3 separate regions of the Mus musculus genome follow, and all the other regions are linked to region 1. The links are chromatin contacts, called in public Micro-C and promoter capture Hi-C maps. All regions are on one chromosome and are shown on one strand. The core of a region is the stretch at or near the end of the contact, and the rest is flanking DNA. Distances in the headings are between cores, read along the strand shown. Region 1 holds the start of Cbfa2t3 (CBFA2/RUNX1 translocation partner 3). Region 2 holds the start of 9330133O14Rik (RIKEN cDNA 9330133O14 gene). Region 3 overlaps Acsf3 (acyl-CoA synthetase family member 3).

The links. A called contact is a pair of places that touch in the nucleus more often than the background predicts. Capture Hi-C pulls out chosen DNA fragments and counts their contacts.
Region 2: a contact with region 1 is called in a promoter capture Hi-C map of pancreatic islet. The contact joins the promoter of 9330133O14Rik here to the promoter of Cbfa2t3 in region 1. A contact is called at or near these places in 1 of 39 promoter capture datasets (pre-B cells), 2 of 484 Hi-C or Micro-C datasets (B cells and embryonic stem cells), 3 of 115 datasets of contacts at active chromatin or transcription factors (embryonic stem cells and pancreatic cancer cells) and 1 of 9 other capture datasets (pancreatic islet).
Region 3: a contact with region 1 is called in a Micro-C map of the G1E-ER4 cell line, with 5 times the contacts expected there. The contact joins the enhancer-like site here to the promoter of Cbfa2t3 in region 1. A contact is called at or near these places in 2 of 15 datasets of contacts at CTCF or cohesin (the G1E-ER4 cell line and stem cell-derived epiblast-like cells), 126 of 484 Hi-C or Micro-C datasets (the AML12 cell line, B cells, the C2C12 cell line and 76 more), 36 of 115 datasets of contacts at active chromatin or transcription factors (the HPC-7 cell line, T-cell acute lymphoblastic leukemia, VIP interneurons and 26 more) and 3 of 9 other capture datasets (adipose tissue, embryonic stem cells and liver).

Annotation. Positions count from the first base shown.
Region 1 is chr8:122,675,904-122,680,408 of GRCm38.p6, reverse strand. Cbfa2t3 (CBFA2/RUNX1 translocation partner 3) reads left to right here and starts at 2,234. Exons shown (of 12, transcript NM_001109873.1): 1 at 2,234-2,547.
Region 2 is chr8:122,441,067-122,445,571 of GRCm38.p6, reverse strand. It overlaps 9330133O14Rik (RIKEN cDNA 9330133O14 gene), which reads right to left and starts at 1,916. Exons shown (of 1, transcript NR_045696.1): 1 at 1-1,916. It overlaps Mvd (mevalonate (diphospho) decarboxylase), which reads left to right and starts at 2,150. Exons shown (of 10, transcript NM_138656.2): 1 at 2,150-2,278. The coding sequence starts at 2,206. It overlaps Gm20735 (predicted gene, 20735), which reads left to right. Exons shown (of 3, transcript NR_015497.2): 3 at 1-304.
Region 3 is chr8:122,807,951-122,812,455 of GRCm38.p6, reverse strand. The region is part of intron 7 of Acsf3 (acyl-CoA synthetase family member 3); the gene reads right to left. Among named protein-coding and RNA genes, the nearest start is that of Gm35466, 13 kb to the left of the region's middle. Within about 2 kb of position 2,320, at least 8 of the 459 cell types and tissues checked have an H3K27ac peak or open chromatin away from gene starts, as enhancers often do. A contact at or near this core is called in the G1E-ER4 cell line and cerebellum, where this site is marked.

The DNA.
Region 1 (4,505 bases), core at 985-3,484:
AATAAAGAGCTTCAGGCGGCACCTGATTTCCTGAGCGGCTGCTGCCTCTAAGGTGTCCACGTGATCCCTGGTGCTTGGTGACTCTTTGTTGTTCTGAGAAGGCGTGTGTCTTGCAGATGGACTGGATACACAGTGTGGGTTGAGAGCTTCCATAAGGTAACATGAGAGTGTCGAAGAGCTGTGACCTGGACATTTCCACAGGGAACCAGCTCTTCATAAAGTAGCAGGGAGACCAAGTGGGTAACAAATGGGCTCTGGAAATGTCTTTCCAGCTGGTGGAAAAATGGAGGGACAACGGCTGTCAGGACTCGTTGTGACTATGCTGCAGTGGGGCCGGCCCACTCCATACAAAGCAGCCCTCAGGGCCCCCACCATCTCCTCCCTGTGCAGCAGCCATGGCTCTCTCTTGGGAGAGCTTCCTAGCTGAGAGGTTTACCTGTCACATTGAATTCTGTACCTCCAACAGAGGTTGTGAGCACCTTTCTTAAGTTCAAGCCACACACTGGCCACTTACCACAAAACAGACATGCCACCCAGCAGCACGAGGTGGGTAAACCTGCAGCTCAAGCTGAGGGTCCCACTCCTGCCTCAGGCTGAGCTCCCAGAGACTGGCTTACGAGGTCTGCTGAGAGGCCACTCTGCCGGGGCCACTCTTCACGACAGTATCTCTGAAGAGGACTGTCCTTTGCTTTCTCGGTGTACACAGCACACTAGCAGCCACACAGCTGGTGTCCATATGCCTGGGATAAAAAGTTTGCGGTCTCAAGCCACATAGCCAACTCTTCTAGATCCACATTCCTCTGTGAAATGGGCTCGGGACCCTCCACTCCTCTATAAGATTGATACATGTGGCCAGGGAGATCTGAAAATGTGGACAGTTTTATAGGTGTCAGACTAGGATTAGATAGCATCCTCCACAGAGGGAGATCCGGGAAACCAAGGAGCCCAGATCCCACCCCAGGAGGACCGTGCAGGAACGCTTTTTCAAGAAGGCAGAGGTGAACCCCTGAGAGGGACCCCAACTGGGGAAAACCAAGCCACTACAGCAAGCCTGGAAAGAAACGGAGGGTATTTTTACTTATTTATTTATTTAATTTTGGCACATTGCTAGATTTTTATCCTTCACATGCAGATGTATGCCTAATGAGATGAAAATCAAGCCCCCCCCACCCCCACCCCCCCGCTGATCTGAAGTTCTGGCCCCTTGTCTCTGCAGGCGGTGACCCTGGGTCTCTCCTTAGTCTCAAAGAAGCAAAGTGTGAGTGAGTGAAAAACTGGGAAGGGAAAGGAAGGAAGTGCAGCGAGTTTGCTCAAATGTACCAACCGGAGGAACGCCTGGGACTTGTCGCAAGGCGCCTCGAGGAAAAGTGGGTAAAGTGGGTGGGGAGCAGGCTCAGAGGAAGCAGAGAAAGTAGGACGCGGACAAGCAGAAGCAGCGGCTGGGGGCTTTTCCTCAGGTTGACATTAAAATGAATGATATGCAAACGAATGCAAAGCATATGCGAACGCCGGCCCCGATGGCAGTGGGGAGAGCGGGATCCTGAGCCCACTTGCCGCAGGTCGCCTGGCGCCTTGGGGACCAAGGCCGAGCGCGGCGGGTGGAGCGCGCCCCCTGCCGGCAGAACGCGCAGGTGGCCCGGGTACCCCGAAGGGCTTGCGAAGGGGGTGAGGGGGGGTGCGGCGGCCGAAGGAGGGGCGCCCGCCTCCCCGTCCCGGAGTAGACACCGCGGCTCCGGGAGCAGCGACGCCGTCGGGCTGCGACTGCTCCGAGGTGGGTGTGTGCGGTGCGCTCAGCTCGCCCGCCCTCCCGGGGCGCGGCCTGCGCGGGGCGGGGGCGCACAGCTAGGAGTCCGCCCCGCACCGGGTTGCCCCGCGCCGCACGCACTGGCTACGCGCTGGGACTCCTCGGCCCGTTCCCACTCCACGGCCCCGCTCTCCTGCATCCGTACGGGGGTCCCACGCGCGGCCTGGCGCTCCTGAGGTCCCTACGTCCTGAGTCGGACCCCATAGCCAAGTCCGCCGGGCGCGTCCCGGGGCCCCTCGGCCACCCGGGCGGTGGAGGCGGGAGCCGCTCTGGGCATTGGGCGGCGCCGGGCGCACGGAACCGGGCCTCTCTCCGGCGGCCGGCGCCCCGGGGCGGAGCGAGCGCGATGGGCGTCGGGCTGGAGGCAGGTGGCGCAGCGGCGGCGGGGCGCGGGAGGCGGGGGCGGAGCGCGCGGGGCGGGGGCCGCGGGACTCGGTGAGACGCGCGGGCGAGCGCGCGGCAGCAGAGCCGAAAGCACGGCGGCTGGACCCGGCGGCCGCCGAGGCCGAAACCACCCGGGCAGCGTGCGGGCTTTGTTCCCGCGCTGGGGGCCGAACGCACTCGGCATGGCCCAGGCGGTCGCCCCGCGCGCCCCGACCCCGCCGCGCGCCTGAGCCCCGCGCAGCGCGAGAAGACAGCGTACGGATCGCCCCCAAGTTATGGAGGTGGCGACCCAGTGAGAAGGAAAAGCCACTTCGGGAGCCGGGTTGCGAGAGAGCTACGGTCCCCTGGAGCTCCAGACCGTAAGTGCCGCCCCTGCCCTGTTCAACACCGCCGCTGTCACCCTACTTTGCCGGTTGCTGCCGTCCCGGGGGTCCTCGCTTTGCACCCCCTCTCCAGCCCCTCCACTTTACAAAGTTCGTGCCCACGGCAGGGTGGAGCCAACTCTGCCCACTCATTTGACTGAGTTGCAGCCACCCTAGGTGAGCAGACAGCTTGACCTGTCCAGAGTGTGTGTGGTTCATCTTTAGGTAGGAGCTGAGTCGGTGGGGGAGTATGGGCTCCCCAACCACCACCCACAAGCGCCCCCTGGGGTGCCGGGTCTCCTGACAAAGACTGGTAGCCTGAATGACAGGGCTCGGGACTGACTGGAGTAGCGGGAGGGCAACCTTCCTGGGAGATAGTGCTGGCAGGAGAGGGTCTGCTGCTTTCTCTAGCCCTTCCCCCTCTTATTTTGGTCCCTGGATCAGCCATTAGGGCCATGGAGCTGAGCATCCTTCCTGATGGTCGGGAGGGGATCCTGACCGCCCTCCCTGGGGTCCTGACAGCCAGGTGCAGGCACAGCCTCCGGCTCTGATCCTTCTCACAGGCTTTGGGAACGGTCCATCTGTGTGTAGGGCAGGCCCAGAGCCAGGCTGTGGGAACAGCGGGGAGGAGGTGTGAGGAGGTGTGAGCACCGCGGAGGGACAGATGGCTGGGAATTCAGCCGGAGTCGGGCTGACTAAGGTGGAGCAGAAGGCAGCCAGGCTGGCAGCTCCTGGCTTTGAGCCGCTGCCTTTCAACTCATGGCCCTGAACTTGGTGTGTTTGGGCTTCTTGACCACAGTGCTGGCTGGACCTACCCCCCTGCTCCATGAATAGAACTATCTGATCATGTGAGCTAAAGCTGACTTTCAGAGCCCAATTCCTCAAAATAACAGACGATCTCATGCTCCTGTTTGTAGGGTTGATCCCAGTAACTGTCACACCCGTCCCTCCTATCCTGAGGCCAGGATGTGGCTTCATTATGTCTGGCTGGGTGTGTGCTTCCTCCCGGCGCTCAGAAACAGGAGGTTCCCAGGCAGCCACTCAGAGGATGGGGCTGGCAGAAGACAAAGGGAGCGGTCACTTTGCCCTGGCATTGCCCTTGCAAGTTGCTGGAAGGTTTCAGAAACTTCTCAAGACTGGGACTCTCTCATCTCCCTAAGACCCCAGGGGCTGGTCTGAGAGAGTTCAGCCATACCCGGCCAGAATGCACTTGGCTCCTGGCCTGGGAAGAAGTAGGAAAGCCCTGTGAGAGATTTCTGGTCTTGTGCATGGAGGGATCCTGATGGGGGCTACACTGGGGTCATGATGTCACCCCACCTTGGTCCACTGAAGGGCGGAAGTCAGAAGATGTGGCTGTCCCCAGTTGGCACTGGGAGCCCACAGTTAGAGCACCAAGCTGAGAAAATGCCGCTATTTGGGACTGTTTTTTTTTTGGGGGGGGGGCACAACCACTCTTGTGCATTGAGAGGGAAAAGCAGAGAAAGGAGGAACCCTGCGAACAGAAGGAACAGATGTGGTGCTCGGTGCTGCCCGGGAGCTAGACAGACACGGGGAGGGAGAATATCACGTTAGGACTGATTTTCTGGCGGAATCCACCCTCCCGGGAGGTACTGTGATCTTGATGAGAGGGGAGAAAGGGAGGGCCATGTGTACCTGGCACACCACCATCTTTTGCTGTGTGCCAAGCCTGAGCTGGCATATGGAAGACACCCCTGGACAGTTCCTTGCAGGATGCTCTGGGGCTGCTGGGTGGTCCAAGCAGCTCTCAGGTCCTTGTCTGGCTCTTCCTCTGTTACCGGGTTATCCATGTAATTGAGTTACCACCTCCAGGAAATCTCTCTGATTGCGCTCCACATATACTCCTTTCTGCGTGACTGAAAGAAACTCGTTTTCCTTCCTACACGCAGATCTGGAAATGCTGGCAAGGCTGGGTCACTGGGCCACAAGATCTGAGC
Region 2 (4,505 bases), core at 667-3,166, 230 kb after region 1:
TGGAACAACTCTGACCTCTGAAGACTTCTCTAGGGAACTGAGTTCAAAGGGACAAGCGACAGGGGCACAGAAATCCACAAACAGCATCCTCCCTTTTGAGGTTGCTTTTAGAGGTTTTCTGTCCCCAGTGCCTGGGCTGGGAACCACAGCTGCACGTTGGTCCCCTCTGCTGGCCTGTTCAGACCAAGCTCTGAGGTGCAAGCAGATGGTCACTCAGCCCTGGTGGACTCTCCTCCCTTCATGTCTCATGCATGTGTGTATCCCTGACCTAACAGTGAACTTCACAAACATGACAGACATTTACAACATTTGATGAGTAGAGAGATGACCTACTACTGACTCTTAGCTTCAAAGTATATGGGGTTTCAGGTACTGGTGTCCTTCAGCTCATGAGGTGACCTTGGTCTCTGTACCTGATAATGTACAAAAATACCCATGGGTGAAACTATTCATTCCGGAGTAAATTAATTGTTCTCTTCTTTCTTTAACTTATTGTTTTTATTTTTTAGAGACAGGATCTCACAGTGAACTTCTGGCTGGCCTTGAACTCACAGAGACATCCTCCCCCCTTCTTCTTCTTTGGGTTTATTTATTTAGGTTTTTTCAAGACATGGTTTCTGTGTAGCCCTGGAACTTACTCTGTAGATCAGGCTGCCCTGGAATTTACAGAAATCCACCTGACCTCTGCCTCCTGAGTGTTGGGATTAAACACACCACCTTTCTGCTGGTGTGTGTGTGTGTGTGTGTGTGTGTGTGTGTGTGTGTGTGTATGAAGCAGAAAAGTTATTGCAAGAGAAATTGAAAATACGAGCCATCTCACAAGCCACAAGGAAACAATAGTGAACTCCCATTGGTCAGCTGTCAGCCTGACTGACAGGCTGTCTACTGTGGCGCAGAAGGCCTATTCACACACTCTCGCTCTAGCAGAGAGAGCTGAGCAATCGATCCAGCTTCCAAGATGGCAGCCGGCCAACAGCTATCAACATCGCCCCAGGCACATAGCTGCTTGGCTGGTTCATCCACTTCTAGGAATCTACGCAAGCACTCTTATACACAATGCAAGGAAAGTCCGGTGCATGGCTTCCAAGGGGGACGGCTTGAGTCAATTACCGACGGTCTAGACAAACAAGGAAGCTGTTTTGGTGTGCAGCTGGAAAGTGTCCAAGAAACTCAGACGTAGAAAAAGCAGCATGGAAAAAAAAAGCAACTCCCATTCACTGTGTAGAAAATGTCAGCCAGAAGGCTGTGAAAGGATTAGGTACCATCCACACTCCTAGGAACAGAACTGGTGGCCTGGGTGGGTATCGTGTGCTCGCACATCTTCGGAACTCTAAGCCATTCAACAGCCACGATTTTACAGGAGGTGGAACCAGGAAGTTGTATCTGTTTCTGTTGGAGAATGGATGGTTAGTTCTGGAAACAGAGGTGACGGTTGTATCAAGTAAATATACTAAAGGTCACTAAACTGTACCGTAAGAATGACACAGAAATGTGCCGATCCATTTCAGCTACGGAAAAAAAAAAAAAAAAAACGACAAAATTCTTGCTTGTGTGGAGCTTGGGAGAGAAAATGCCCATCTCGGATGCAGTACATCCGCCGGCGCGGCGGCTGGACACCTCAGGCAAGCTGTGAGACCCCAGACTGTGGGACCAGGAGACTGGAGGTTGTGACAAGAGAAGTCAGATTGTGAATGTAGAAGATTCCAGGATGTGGGGCTCGGGCGCGACCTTGGGCTGCGGATCCCTCCGGATTCACCGTCTAGTGAGCTTTTCATGCAGCGTAGAGGCTAGATGCGTATCCTTTTTCAGCTCCGCTGTTTCAGCAGCAGATGGCCCCGCTGTCCCGACGGTCACTCAGGCTATCCAGTGGTGCTTGTGCCAGAAGGAGGAACCTTTGTAAGAAGGAGGCCTCCTACGCCTGCGCAGATACCACCTCCTGCGCATGCGTAGATTCCACTCCCTGAGCGGACCCCGCCTCTCGCTCGCAGCCACGAGCTTGCAGGCACCGGGGGCGGGCTCAGTGTCAGCCGCACATCATTCGATCCTGTCCATAGGCTAAAAAGTGGATCATGGGCTCGGCCTGTCGCCTATTGGACAGCACGGGAAAAGCCCGGCCAGCGGGCCAATCATATGGCAGCGCGTGAGTCTGTAGACACCGGGTAATCGGTGCTGGGCTCTCTAGCTCGGGACTCCAGCATCTCAGTTATGGCCTCAGAAAAGCCTCAGGACCTAATGGTCACCTGCACGGCGCCGGTCAACATCGCAGTTATCAAGTACTGTGAGTGCTGGAGACAACAGTCACCTCGGCCGGGATCGGGGCATAGAGCTGGAGGCTGTAGTCACTGGGACCCCTGGGCTCGAGGGTCGGGTTCCAGAGTAGCTGGGCTGGAAAGGGGATCCTCCAGGCTGGAATGAGGGGGAAGTTCGCCACCGTCAGATCCATGGGCACAGTGGTGGAAATGGGGGTTACTACAACCAGGATCGGGGAGCCTGGGAGTTGGAGACCGGGGCACAGGTGCCGGGATCGATGTGCACAGGGCTGGAGATGAGGGTCACTGCTGCCGGGATTCAGGGTCCTAGGGCTGGAGGGAAAGACCAATGTCCCGGATCTGGAGTAGCTGGGCTGGAGAAGGCTGGGAGGGTAGCTCAGGGATGAAGGGGGCGTTGCCATGCAGGGATCCGAGGGGCGCTGGTGAGGGGCAGATCTTCCTCCCTCCCTGGTGACACTTGTAAACTGGGGAGGTATTGCCGGGACCAGGGCTTCTCACCCCAGTCTCCCTCTGCTCTTCCTTCCACCGTGGTCATTTAGAAGTGGATCCACGCAGCCTGTAGATTCTTGAGTTTGGCTCGTTTCAGTACGCACGCTCTTCCCGAGGATTATCCAGGTGGACGCAGCAGGATTTCATTGCCCACTGTTGCTTAGGCCCTAGAACAGGGGCTCTGTTGTTACCAGGAAAACTGCTGCCACATTTATGGGCAGGTTTTGGTGTGAACTTTCATCCTTCCTAGGAAGAATGCCCTGGCAGCTCTGGGAGAACAAGAGTCAGTTCTTCATTCTGTTAATGATCTGTGGGTTCCCTGGGGTGGCAGTACCCAGCTGGTATTCCCACCAGTGCTACGCCAACCCTTAAGATTTAATTAATTTATTTAATGTATATGAGTACATTATAGTTGTGAACCTTCATGTGGTTGTTGGGGATTGAATTTAGTACCTTTGCTTGCTCCAGTCAACCCCAGCTCTCTCTGGCCCAAAGATTTATTTATTATTATAAATAATTATTATAAATAATTACACTGTAGCTATTTCAGGTGCACCACAAGAGGGGGTCAGATCTCATTACAGATGGTTGTGAGCCACCATGTGGTTGCTGGGATTTGAACTCAGGACCTTTGGAAGAGCAATCGGCGCTCTTATCCACTGAGCCATCTCTCCAGCTCCCCATTTCTTACTTCATCTCTTTGCGGGCCATTTCTTCTTTGCGTGGTTGCTGCTTGGAGCACTTCCATGGTGGCTGCTTTAAAGCCTTTGCCAGCAGTTGCAGCATCTCTAGACACTTCAACGTTAGTGTCTTTTGGTTTTTGTCTCAGTGTGAGATCCTCCTTTTTGGTGTGACATGATTTGGGGTGAGATCTAATGGTTTTCTGCTGTGCACTGAGACTCAAGTCCTATTAAAACCTTTAGCTGGGCCTGGAGAGATGGCTTAGTGATTAAGAGCACTGACTGCTCTTCCAGAGGTCCTGAGTTCAATTCCCAGTAACCACATAGTGGCTCACAACCATCTGTAATGGGATCCTCTGGTGTGTCTGAAGACAACAACAGTGTACTCACATACATGAAATAAATAAATAAATCTTTTAAAAAACAAAGCATAACCTTTAGCTATTGGAGGAGGGACACCACCTCTTTTATGGCAGACAGATAGATACACCTACTTTGTATGATACTTGTTCCTGCTGGGGCTCTGTAGGGTTCCTGCAGGAGCCATCAGGCCTCCTCTGGAAACTGCAGGCCAGGCTGGGAGAAGCATCCATCTGCCCTGTGGATGAAGTCCAGGTGGCCAGCTGAGCCAGGGCAGCCTGCTGTCCTTCAGGGAGGAAAGTGTGGAACTCCCAGGCTAACAGAGCCTTGGAACAAGGGCAGGGCTGAAACAAACAAAGTTTGTCGCACTCAGCTGCCTGGGTTTTCTTGATGCAAGTGTTGCTGACCTGGGACCAGTGGGCAAGAAGAAACCCACATAAGTGTACCCAAAGCCAAGTCGGGCAGTGGTGGCACATGCCTTTAATCTCAGCACTTGGGAGGCAGAGGCAGGAGGATTTCTGAGTTCGAGGCCAGCCTGGTCTACAGAGTGAGTCCAGGACAGCCAGGGCTACACAGAGAAACCCTGTCTCCAAAAATCAAACAAACAAACAAAAAAAAATAGTGTACCCAAAGCCATATACCCTAGCGGTGCCTACATCTGAGGCCCCAGGGTCTTCCTTCCTGTCTTGTATAGGGCAGCTGGGCT
Region 3 (4,505 bases), core at 1,071-3,570, 130 kb before region 1:
CTTTCACCCCTGACTCCCACCAGCCCCAAACAGCCACAGTGCCCTTTTCTCTAAGCGAAATAACTGTCTCACTTGCTCCTTTCACACAGGAGCATGGGGCCTGCCCAGTGAGCTTGTTATGCCCCACAGACATGGTGGCAGTGCCAGGAGCAGGGCCCGGGCTGGAGCACAGGGCTATATTTCTGGCCAAGTCTTCTCCCAGCACGGCGGTGTGTGTATTTGCGCATTAGTGCGGGTGCATGTCCATGCACACACATTTGCATGATTACGGCTGTGTATAGGCATGCAGATGCCAGCAGCAGCCCTGACAGCAGTGCTGGGGCCTCCCTGTCTGCTCACACGCTCCCTGCACTCCCTGTGGGTTATTAGCTGGAATAAATCATAAATATTTCATCGTACATCACGCGGCCCGACACGGTAAGGCACCATCCATCACCCCGCTAGTCCCTGGGACTTGCAGTGCAGGGCACACTCCAGTCTATTAAACAAGATGGATGGGCCTGGACAAGCTCAGGGCTTATTCACGGAAGACAGGGAGAGGCTGGCCCTAGAGAAAGGACTGGCACTGGAGAGTTCTCTCGTGTGTGGCAGCTGTGTGTGTGGCAGGTGACAAAGGGTTGGATGGGCACCCTCAGCCTAGACCAGGACAGGCCTTGGACAATACTGACCGAAGGGAAAGGACCCAGTGTGGGCTATGGGGCACTCAGGTCTTGTCCTGGGTCCTAAGGGACCCTCTACCTTTGGGGCATACAGGACTTGTCCTTCCCACTCCTGCTGTAGCTCTGGGTCCAGCTGTGTCCTTCGGCCTGGGAAGCTCGTCTTCCATCGGCATCTCCTGCTGTAAGCATCAGGTTGCTTGTCTCCGCATGAGACAGTGAGGTGGCAGCCTGCACTGAGGGTCCTAGCAGGAAGCTCTCTGATGCTGCTCCCTGGGTCTCCACTCCCTCTAAGGTGCAGCAGAGCTGAGCCACTGCCCTGCCCTGAACGTGGCTTCTCTTTTTGGACCTGCAGGAGATACCATACTGCCCACTACAAAGCTCCATACTCTCGCCCCAGGCCCCACGCTGTTAAGTTTGATCTGGTGAGAAGCCTTGGGACAAGGGATTCTGCACATGTGGGTTCTTGATCTGGGGCCGTGCCCCACGCTGCGCTTTTCTCTCTTGAGGAAAGAGATCCGGGCACCGCTGGGCACAGACTGACCTCTTGGCAGATTCTGCCTCACTGTCAGGGTTTGGGGACAGTGCATGAGCATGAGGGACTGTCACAGCCCATGGCAATGATGGGTGCCAGGGTCAGGCTACCTATTGGCAGCGCTGGGAGAGAGGAGTTAAGACTGAGTGCCAGGTTCTGGCTCACCCTCAAAGCTCCATGAGGTGCCGTCCTCTCTAAGCTTGTGAAGTGTTACCTCACACTCTGTCTATACAACAACTCTGTAACTAATAAGGCCACACCGGGGGTTTCCCTCTGCCGATTCCATGCTGCTTACAGCTCGCGATTTCGTAGAGCCTGCAAGACCTCAATCCTAGCGTGCTCTGAGCTCTGACGATGCTGACAGAGGAGTCCGAGCCACTGGGGGTGTGCTTAGCCTTCATGAACCCTGGCCTTGCAGACAGCCTCTATAAATCTCTCTAGCTGGTGCCTGTCCCCAGGTGACAGGCAGGTTGATAGAGCGCGGGCTTTCGCAGTGCTCCGCTCAGATGTCAGCACACAAAGCACTGGCAGCCCAGGCCCCCATCTTTACTTGGATGACTGGATTCCACTCTGCTGAACAGTCCTGTTCATGGCAGAGTCTGATGCAGGGCTGAGGTCCGCTATCAGCACCTCCACCAGCACACGGTCCACGTCTTTTCTGAGGCTTGAGAAAACTGCTCTGTCTAGGCCACTGGGTGTCCTTGCCTGCAAAGGCAGGAAGGGCCAGCACAGATGCTGGTGCCAAGGTCTGGCAAGCTGCAGGGAACTGTGAGCTGTAGGCTGCATGGCGTCAGGCGGAGGGAGAACCTGGGTGTGGTCACTATGGTTGTCCACGGAGGGGCTTCTGTGGGACAGATCACTAGGCAACACATCACTAGCTTAGAAAAGATAGCAAGTCAAGGGGGCTTGAAGGTGCATTTATAACAGAGGCTCAATTCTTAACTCCTTCCTCCCAATAATGCTGCTGACAAGGGGACTTCCAGACAGAGGTGACAGAAAGTATTCAAGGGGACACAATGAATGTCCTCATAAAAACAAAGATTTGGAATTCAGAGTGCATGAAAGTGGATTAGAGAGGACCCTGATGCTGGGGTTTCCCAATGGTGACAGAAGCAGTATCTGGTTTCCCCATGGCCAGTCAGCCACACAGGATGAGTCGCTTTTGCTCCAGGGCACTGTGCTGGGTCCTTACTTGATCTGTGGCAGAACAGCAGCGCCTCCATACAGGAACTAAGAACATCAGTGCCTCCATACAGGAACTAAGAACATCAGTGCCTCCATACAGGAACTAAGAACATCAGTGCCTCCATACAGGAACTAAGAACATCAGTGCCTCCATACAGGAACTAAGAACATCAGTGCCTCCATACAGGAACTAAGAACATCAGTGCCTCCATACAGGAACTAAGAACATCAGTGCCTCCACACAGGAACTAAGAACATCAGTGCCTCCATACAGGAACTAAGAACATCAGTGTCCATACAGGAACTAAGAACATCAGTGTCCATACAGGAACTAAGAACATCAGTGCCTCCATACAGGAACTAAGAACATCAGTGCCTCCATAAAGGAACTAAGAACATCAGTGCCTCCATACAGGAACTAAGAACATCAGTGCCTCCATACAGGAACTAAGAACATCAGTGCCTCCATACAGGAACTAAGAACATCAGTGTCCATACAGGAACTAAGAACATCAGTGCCTCCATACAGGAACTAAGAACATCAGTGCCTCCATACAGGAACTAAGAACATCAGTGCCTCCATAAAGGAACTAAGAACATCAGTGCCTCCATACAGGAACTAAGAACATCAGTGCCTCCATACAGGAACTAAGAACATCAGTGCCTCCATACAGGAACTAAGAACATCAGTGCCTCCATAAAGGAACTAAGAACATCAGTGCCTCCATACAGGAACTAAGAACATCAGTGCCTCCATACAGGAACTAAGAACATCAGTGCCTCCATACAGGAACTAAGAACATCAGTGCCTCCATACAGGAACTAAGAACATCAGTGCCTCCATACAGGAACTAAGAACATCAGTGTCCATACAGGAACTAAGAACATCAGTGCCTTCATACAGGAACTAAGAACATCAGTGCCTCCATACAGGAACTAAGAACATCAGTGCCTCCATACAGGAACTAAGAACATCAGTGCCTCCATACAGGAACTAAGAACATCAGTGCCTCCATAAAGGAACTAAGAACATCAGTGCCTCCATACAGGAACTAAGAACATCAGTGCCTCCATACAGGAACTAAGAACATCAGTGCCTCCATACAGGAACTAAGAACATCAGTGCCTCCATACAGGAACTAAGAACATCAGTGCCTCCACACAGGAACTAAGAACATCAGTGTCCATACAGGAACTAAGAACATCAGTGCTTCCATTCAGGAACTAAGAACATCAGTGCCTCCACACAGGAACTAAGAACATCAGTGCCTCCATACAGGAACTAAGAACATCAGTGCCTTCATACAGGAACTAAGAATATCAGTGCCTCCATACAGGAACTAAGAACATCAGTGCCTCCATAAAGAAACTAAGAACATCAGTGCCTCCACACAGGAACTAAGAACATCAGTGCCTCCATACAGGAACTAAGAACATCAGTGCCTTCATACAGGAACTAAGAACATCAGTGTCCACACAGGAACTATTCTAGATGTGCCCTGCGGCCTCACTGTGCTGGGGTCTAGGCTATCTCTGGGGACTGAATGAAGGAACTTGACTACCTTAATTTCCTTTCTTGGCTGGGAGTGAGAAAGAGTGCCCTGTGTTCTGCTCATAGCATCCACAAGGCAGAGTGCAGGAGGCCACACCCTTTTCAGGCCACCACGACTCTGGGAGGAAGGGGATGTTACCATCAGAAGGCTGTACTTGGCATGGGGGTAAGGACCATCTTCCACGACTGCAGTCTAACTCTGTTACACTAGCTCATTGGCTGAGCTGTCTCTACACTGGGGCACCAGGAAGCTGGCTCTTTCTGGTCAGGCTACCTCTCTGTGCCCTCACTCTGTCTGTGCCCTTGGGGAGAAGGCTTCATTTGTTTCAGAAGGAAGCTCCCAGGGCCCTGAGGCCCTGCAGGATCCTGCTGGCTGGGATCTCCAGCAGTTATCTCACGCTGCTCACGTGCCCTCCTCCTGGCATCAGTGTGCCTTTGCCTGGCACCCCTCCTGCCTGGCATGTCTTGCACGCTCTCTGGCTGGGACCTTCATAGGAGTCTCCTGGGCGTCAGTCTCCAGCAGCCTCCTGATAAGTCTACTTGTCTTGAACCAGTCCCTTAGAAATTCACCTAATTT